2 separate regions of the Sus scrofa genome follow, and region 2 is linked to region 1. Evidence: chromatin contacts called from public Hi-C data. All regions are on one chromosome and are shown on one strand. Each heading gives the region's core, a stretch centred on a gene start, on an enhancer-like site or on the middle of the called end of the contact. The rest is flanking DNA. Distances are from core to core; before and after follow the strand shown.

Region 1 (3,810 bases), core at 757-3,256:
TTTCGAAGCAGGAACACATGGAACTGGAAAGTCAGAGGGCACAGCCCCATCAGCTTACCAAAAGCCTTCCTGAGAAGGCACCGGCTAAGACGCCAAGGATGCTAAGGGCAGAACTCACACTGTGCCCACTTCAGGATGCTGAAAACCTCAGCGTTACTCTCATTCTTCTATAGCAACTGGAGACCAAACTAAAGCCCCAACCCTGGAGTTCCCGTCGTGGCACAGCAGAAATGAACCCGACTAGGAACCATGAAGTTTCAGGTTTGATCCCTGGCCTCATTCAGTGGGTTAAGGATCCGGTGTTGCCATGAGCTGTGGCGTATGTCGCAGACGTGACTCGGATCCCGCGTTGCTGTGGCTCTGGCCTAGGTCAGCAGCTACAGCTCCAATGAGACCCTTAGCCTGGGAACCTCTATATGCCGCAGGTGCGGCCCTAAAGGACAAAAGACAAAAAATAAATAAGTAAATAAAGCCCCAACACCAAATGCTAAGGCCCCAGCCCCATAGATTCTCCCTAGACACGCCCTCTCGGTTGGACGGCCGCAGGCCCCAAAGGGCACGCTGCCCCCCGGCTCAAGGTAGGTTGGGGCTGCGGCCGCAGAGAGCTGAGCAAGCTGTTCTGGCCGCTGGGCCACTGCCAAAGCCTCAGGGGAAGAAGCCTTGGGCAAAATAAGATCAGCTTTCTCCAGGGAGAGCTGATGGGGCAGGGTGACTGTCTGGGTCACAGCCCAGAGCTGAGGGACAGAGAAAAATAATAAAAAGGAGCATCAGCAGTAGGTACCATTGACCCAAAGCCTTCTTTGCGGGGTGGGTGGTTTTAAAGACACTGCCTTATTTGACAGCGCTCTTAGGAGGTGGCACCATCCCCATTTTATGCACAAGTAAACTGAGGCACAGTTCTGTGACCTGTCCCGGGTCCCATAGCTGGTAAGTGACTGAGTGGGTTTGAATCAGAACTTTGTTCCACAGCCCCACGCTCTTTCTGCTCAGACTGCACCTGCCTTCTCACATCTGTTCGTTGCTGTCAGCACTTGAGGGGTCCAGTGAGATGCCCCCCAAGAAATGGTGAATAAAAGAAAGAGGACTTCCCCTGGATTGTTAAGCAAAACCTCAGGTGGATCAGAGCACAACGGTGCCAAGTCACCTGAGAGAAAGGGGCTCCCAGCCTGGCAGACTCAGAGGCCCTGTGTTCAGACTGAGCAGCTGATGTGATCAAGAGCCCAGGTTCTGGAACGGGACGGGAAGCTGGTTCCAATCCCCACCCGGCCACTTTATAGCTCCGGGGCCACCTCTCAGTGCCTCAGTGGCCAAATCCGTATAATGGGGGCAGTAACAGTCCCAATATCAGAACTGCCATGATGACTGAAAAAGATGGGGACCTAGAGAGCTTAGCACAATGTCCAGCAAAGCAGTCCATTAGCGATAGCTTCTACTCTTACTATTATTATTAGAGTCAAACAATATATTGCTTACAATGGACTTGGGCAGTCCTGGGACAGGATAAAAAATGAGAGTCCTGGTGTAGACAGCCTCGTGGGGGTGTCTCAACTGATAAGCTTCAAACCACTGTCTATCACCCCAATCTGCTGGCTCCGATTATGCTTTACTTCCTACCAAGGCCTGTCTGCTTCTCCATGACACTGAGTGTTGGGGTCCTGGGACATACCTGTTTACAAACGGCCATCTGGTGTAATTTGAGAATCTCACAATTTTGGATAAAGAGCTTGTTGCCTCAAGAGCTGGAGCATCTGCTGTGTGCTAATCAATCAGGGTCTTGCGTGTGGAGGACTGGGGTCAGATGTAGGGCCGAGGAGGTGTTTGCAACACCTGGACCTTTGGGGCAGGCCACCCGCCTGCTCTTTCTCAAACATGTCACACCCTATCTTGCAGTTAGATTTCTTCCCCTTAACTCTGAGACTGGCCTCCCATCTTTACCCAGGCAGATCACCCAGGAAAAGTCCCTTAAAGGGAAATCACAGGAAATCAAGCCAGACACTTGTCATCTCTGATCTTGGCCAGCAGAGGGCGTGATTGCACGCAGCTGGGCTCAGCTGCCACCCGCATACCTTGTTGGCCACCGTGTATTGGTAAGAGTACCGTTGCTTGCCACTCTTGTCCTCGTAAACCGTGGGCACGATCTTCAGGATGTAGTCGTGGGAGGCGAGAGCTGAGGGAAGGACACAGCAGCATGAAGCACGGGGGTGGGCACTGCCTGGCTGGCAGCTCTTTCTACGTCAGTTCAACCCTAGACGTGCTTGGCATTGCCACGGGGTGGGAGGGACTCAGCCTGCATAATTTTGCCACCAAACCACCCCTCTTCTTTTTGAAAGACTCCATCTGTCAGTATCTTTACTCCTGCACTGTATAGAATATTAAATTCTAGAAACGACCTAAATGTCCATCAATAGGGCAAGTGCTGAGGAGGGGCTGCTGGAAGAAACCACTTGTTTGGTGAAAAGAATTAAGTTACAGACCAGGGTGAATAATGTGATTCCCTGGATTAGGAGCAGGGAAGACTCACTCCTTTACATGCGTGAATACACAGAAGAATTTTCTGCAAAGATACCCAAGAAACTATTAGCAGTTTTAGCATCTGGGAGGGAACGTGGGATTTGATAAATGTCATATTTCTTCATGCACCTTCTTATCCTGTTTGAATTCTGTTACTTTCGAAACAAACTGGGTTCAAGTTTTAAAGATGAAAAACCGGGGAGCTCCTATTGTGGCTCAGCGGTTACGAACCCGACTAGGAACCATGAGGTTGCAGGTTTGATTTCTGGCCTTGATCAATGGGTTAAGGATCCGGCGCTGCCTGTGGTGTAGGTCACAGATGTGGCTCAGATCCCATATTGCTGTGGCTCTGGCATACGCCGGCAGCTGCAGCTCTAACTGGACCCCTAGCCTGGGAACCTCCATATGGCACAGGTGCAGCCCTAAAAAGCAAAAAAACCCAACCAACCAACCATCCAACCAAAAAAAAAGAAAAAGAAAAACTGCATCGATAAAGAACTGATTAATTTCTTCCCTCATTTTCTCATTTTCAATTAATGGGAGGTCAGTTGTCCCCTGAACTGGTCCTGTGGGATTACTCTGTAACTCTTACCCCATCCCTGCTGGATGAGGGAGGCTGCAGGGGGCGGGGTGGGGTGGGGGACTCAGCCTTACTCATCTTTCTGTCCCCAGAACCCTGCGCAGGGCCTGGTACAGAGTGGACAGTGGCAAATGCTTATTGAATGAATGAATGGAGAGATGGATGACTGGTCAGAGACATGAATGGGAGAACAGATGAATCAGCTTCTGATAAGCATGAAGTAACCGGAATCAGACACCGGGCTGATAGAACGCTGCCCCAGAGCCGCGAAACAGCATCCTGGGAAAGGTGATATTCCCTTGGGCTTCTGGGCTGTGAGGGGCAGCTCAAGGACCCTGCAACTAAAATGACCCAGAAATTTAGGCTTGTGGGCTCTGATCCCGGTCTCCTGGCTAAGTCGGTCCTAAGTCCTTGGACTCAGCTTCTGTAAAAGGGGACGGGGTGTAATGACGTTCACAGCCTATTCCTGCCAATGCTCCATCCTGGCAGGGAAAGGATGGTGCTTCCTGAACTGTCTTGAGACCCAACTCCCCTCAAAACCAGGAAAACCTTGCAACTCCAGGGCTGAGCCCATGAAGACCCCAACATCCCTCAGCTCAGCCCCACTGGTACTCAGATGTCAGGAGCACTGGGGTCACCCAGGATTTAAAAGGCAGACACCTGGGCCTCAACCCTGATGATGTCTCCTCACTGGCTCTGCAGTGGGGCTCAGAATTCCC
Region 2 (3,810 bases), core at 815-3,314, 83 kb after region 1:
ACGTTTGCGACCTACACCACAGCTCACGGCAACGCCCAATCCTTAACCCACTGAGCGAGGCCAGGGATCGAACCTGCATCCTCATGGATGCTAATCAGATTCATTTCCACTGAGCCACGGGGGGAACTCCCAACTGATAGTACAAGTTTAATTGGGTGCTTGATTTAACTGCTGGAAAAGAAAAATGAAGACTCCGGGACAAGAGATGCCATATCCCTCTCATTCACTACTGGGCCCCCAGCGCCCAGCACAACGACCAGCCTAAATGCCTGTACACAATGAGTAAGTGAATGGATGAACAAATGAATGTTTGAACAACCAGCCCAGGGCAGGAGAAGTGAAAAGGGAAGTAAAGCAGAGAGCAGACGGGAGACCCAGGTTTTACTACCCCCACTCAAGGAACTACAAAGGATGGCAGAAAACAAGGACATGGGGAAGGAACTGGGTCATACGTCAGGGCTGCCTGGGGTCCTGGGGGTTCATGGGACCCAAGAGGAAGGGGTCAGTGACCTGGTGGAGCACTTGCTGACAATCCATAGATAGCATCTCATCTTGCCTCATGTGATGCTGGGGGTTTGGGGGGTGGGGTTACTGGCCCATTGCTACAGATAAGGAAACTGAGTCCCAGGGGGGATAAGAATCTGCCTGAGATCCCACAGCTGGGAAGGGCTGGGATCAGGGCTGTGAATGTTCACTGCTGCACACAATGAACAGTCCAGACTTGTCTAGTTCTAGACTCAAGGAGGAAAAGTCTCTTACGCCAGACATCCCTGTGAGAAAGTAAGACAGGGTTGCTACGGCTGTGCTGGAGGCTGGCAGCAACAGCTCCACTTAGACCCCTAGCCTTGGATCCTCCATTTGCTGCAGGAGCAGCCCTAGAAAAAAAAGGCAAAAAAAGGAAAAAAAAAAAAAAGGCAAATAAATACGTAAAGTTCCCATCTGTGAATTTCCTGCTATGGGGTTTTCAGGGCCCCTGGTCCTTGGTTACAATTCCCACGGCCACCCGTATGCCCGCAATGTGGTTTAGGCATTTCCTATGCATGGATTCAGCCTGAGGTTGGTCCCACAGTCTGTCTCCTGTTTCCCTGAAGGTGTGATTAAGGAGCAGTCATCCTACCAAGGAGACACCCCCCCACACACACACACAATCTCTGGGAAACATACTGACCGAAGCCAATGGGCTTTCAGTTCCCCTGTGTCCATGCCCTAGGGAGATTTTTACATTTATTTCATCCTTTTCTCCTTCCTAAGCAACATCCCTGCTCCAGAACCTACTATGGCTCCCCACTGCCTGCTGCACAAGCAGACCCCAAGCCAAGTCCCTCTGGGTGGCCTACAAACCAGGTCCACCTCACCCGCCGTTGTATCCCCTGCCCTTTCTCACGCCGCTTCCCCTGCCTCCCAATCCCATCAGGTGCAGAGCTCCTGGGCTAGAAGGCTGACCCGTCCCCTGACCCCACCCCCACTCTTACTCCCGTCCCTCCCCCAGGAAGCCCCCAGCCGCCCAGTTCACTCCTGGCTCGTGTACCATCAGCCTCTAGCCTTCTCTAGCCAAGTGCTGTTGCCCAGGAGGCACCGAAATTCCTCTCCAGCCTGTACGAAATGACCTCACCTTTCTAAAAGGTTTCTTTGCTTCCCGTGATCAAGGCTCAAGCCCCCCAGCCTGGACTCGGCATTCCGGCCTTGCCACAGCTTCTCCAGCCTGGCCTCAGAGTCTTACAGAAAAGACACACTGCCCGCCCCCCTGGGGACATAGGGACTGGGGGTGGAAGGCGGGGATGGTCACCGATAAGGCACCTGTCTTTCTTTGGCCTCAAGTGCTGTCAAGTTCCCTCCTGCCAGCAAGCCGGGAACTAAGCCACCAGTCCATTGTCCTTTTTGTGAATTGAATAGGATATGACTTGCAATTTAATAAGTGACATTAGTTGAAGGTCAATATTTCCAAAACATCAAGTCTGTGTGGAAAATGTGACTCAAAGAAGCCTCTTGGCAGAGAGACTGGACAACGCAAGAGCCAGTGGCTGCTGGCCTGGCTCCCTCCGGGTTGCACCCACGTCCGTCTCAGCAGCACAGAATTGCAGGTTGCCCAGAGCACAAGAACCCACCAGTTCCCCGCTCAGAGCTGCTCCTGCTGTGCTGAGGGTCACCCCTCACTGCCCCGATGCCTTCTCCAGCCAGTGGGCCAGGGCTGACAGTTCACGCCCACCTCTGCCTCTGGAGGGGCCTCAGCCCTCGCCCTGGCATCTGCCCAGGTCTGCTCATCACAAGGCCTCGAGGTGGCACTACCCCTCCAGAACCCACACCACGTTAGATCAGAATGTGCCCAAAGACACCTGGACCTTCTTGCCCACCTCTTTTTTTTTTCTTTTTTGGCCACCCCACAGCGTATGGAGTTCCCGGGCCAGGGATCACATCAGAGCCATAGTTGTGACCTACAAGGTAGCTGCAGCAATTCCGATCCTTAACCCACCGTGCCGGGCCCAGGATCAAACCCACATCCCAGAGCTCCAGTGATGCTGCTGATCCCATTGTGCCACAGCGGGAACTCCAGCGACTCTTGATCCTTTAAGGTCCCTCTTCTCTGCTGGGATGGAAACTCCACGAAACCAGGTACCATGTCTGTGGTGGTCAGCTTCACACCCCAGCACCAGCAGAGCACATGGCACACAGCAGGTGCTCAATGGATAACTGTGACATAAACGAGTGAGCGCATGAGCAAGCAGAGCACCGGCTAGACTGAGACCATCTAGCCAACAAGCTCTGGGTGGAACCTCTGGCCCAGCCAAGTCGCATGCAGAGATGTGAGGGGGTCATAGGAAGCCACGATCCCTGGATCCAGACCAGGTCGGGGAGGCAACTGGGTGCTTCCTCTCTGGCCCCAACTGTCCTCCTGGAAATCAGTGTCACCATCCCTACCTGGAAGTGTTTCCTGGTGTTCTGAGCAATGCCACTTGAGGGGAGGGGGTGCCGTGACCTCTCACACCCCAGCCCTTTGCAGTTCCCACCCAGGGCAGTCACCCCCATGCCCGCCCTGCCCCCACAGGAGTTCCAAAGTCCAATCTGCCCCCTCCGTCATTTCATCTCTAAAATAGGGGCCAAGTGCCTTGATCCCAGCATCCTGAGACTCCCACATCAAAGAAGATGCTGCTGTCAATTCCACACACAGATACCTTTTTTTTTATTTCTTAAATTGCTGTTGTAACAAATCCTATGTGGAATCATTGCAACAAATCCATATTCCCTGAACCCTAAGAATGTTAGGGAATTTTCACAACCACCGTCTGAGCTGGGTGGGCACCACTTACTCGCTCCACTCACAGCAGAGGAAACTGAGGAAGCCGAGGAAGGGAGTCACTGGGCCAGCTGAGCAAACAACAGGGCCAGGCACAAGCCAGGGTCCCTGCTCAGGTCTCCCCCTGTCCGGATCATTACAATGCCCCAGAGAGGCTGCTCGCAATACGGAGCCCAGGATTTCCCGTTGTGGCTTGATTTCAAGCTTGGTCTCCGAGTCTCCTGTGAGGCTGTCAGTGATTTTCAGTTAGCGAATCTGATTAGCATCCATGAGGACGCAGGTTTGATCCCTGGCCCCACTCAGTGGATCCAGGATCCCGCATTGCCATGAGCTGTGGTGTAGGTTGCAGACTCAGCTCGATCTGGCGTGGCTGTGGCTGTGGTGTAGGCTGGCGGCTACAGCTCCAATTGGACCCCTAGCCTGGGAACCTCCATATGCCACGGGTGCGGGCCTAAAAAGCAAAAAAATTAAAAATAAAATAAAATAAATAAATACAGAGCCTGGGGCCCCGATTCCCC

What was found. Hi-C and Micro-C count contacts between places; a contact is called where the count stands out from the background.
Region 2: a Hi-C map of skeletal muscle shows a contact between it and region 1, with 5 times the contacts expected there. The contact joins two enhancer-like sites. A contact is called at or near these places in 9 of 47 Hi-C or Micro-C datasets (blood, embryonic fibroblasts, liver and 3 more) and 2 of 2 datasets of contacts at active chromatin or transcription factors (alveolar macrophages and skeletal muscle).

The regions. Positions count from the first base shown.
Region 1 is chr16:51,299,270-51,303,079 of Sscrofa11.1, forward strand. It overlaps ERGIC1 (endoplasmic reticulum-Golgi intermediate compartment protein 1), which reads right to left. Exons shown (of 10, transcript XM_003134052.6): 8 at 2,067-2,167. Among named protein-coding and RNA genes, the nearest start is that of RPL26L1, 24 kb to the left of the region's middle. Within about 2 kb of position 2,007, at least 28 of the 83 cell types and tissues checked have an H3K27ac peak or open chromatin away from gene starts, as enhancers often do. A contact at or near this core is called in alveolar macrophages, liver and skeletal muscle, where this site is marked.
Region 2 is chr16:51,381,862-51,385,671 of Sscrofa11.1, forward strand. The region is part of intron 1 of ERGIC1 (endoplasmic reticulum-Golgi intermediate compartment protein 1); the gene reads right to left. Among named protein-coding and RNA genes, the nearest start is that of ERGIC1, 20 kb to the right of the region's middle. Within about 2 kb of position 2,065, at least 19 of the 83 cell types and tissues checked have an H3K27ac peak or open chromatin away from gene starts, as enhancers often do. A contact at or near this core is called in alveolar macrophages, liver and skeletal muscle, where this site is marked.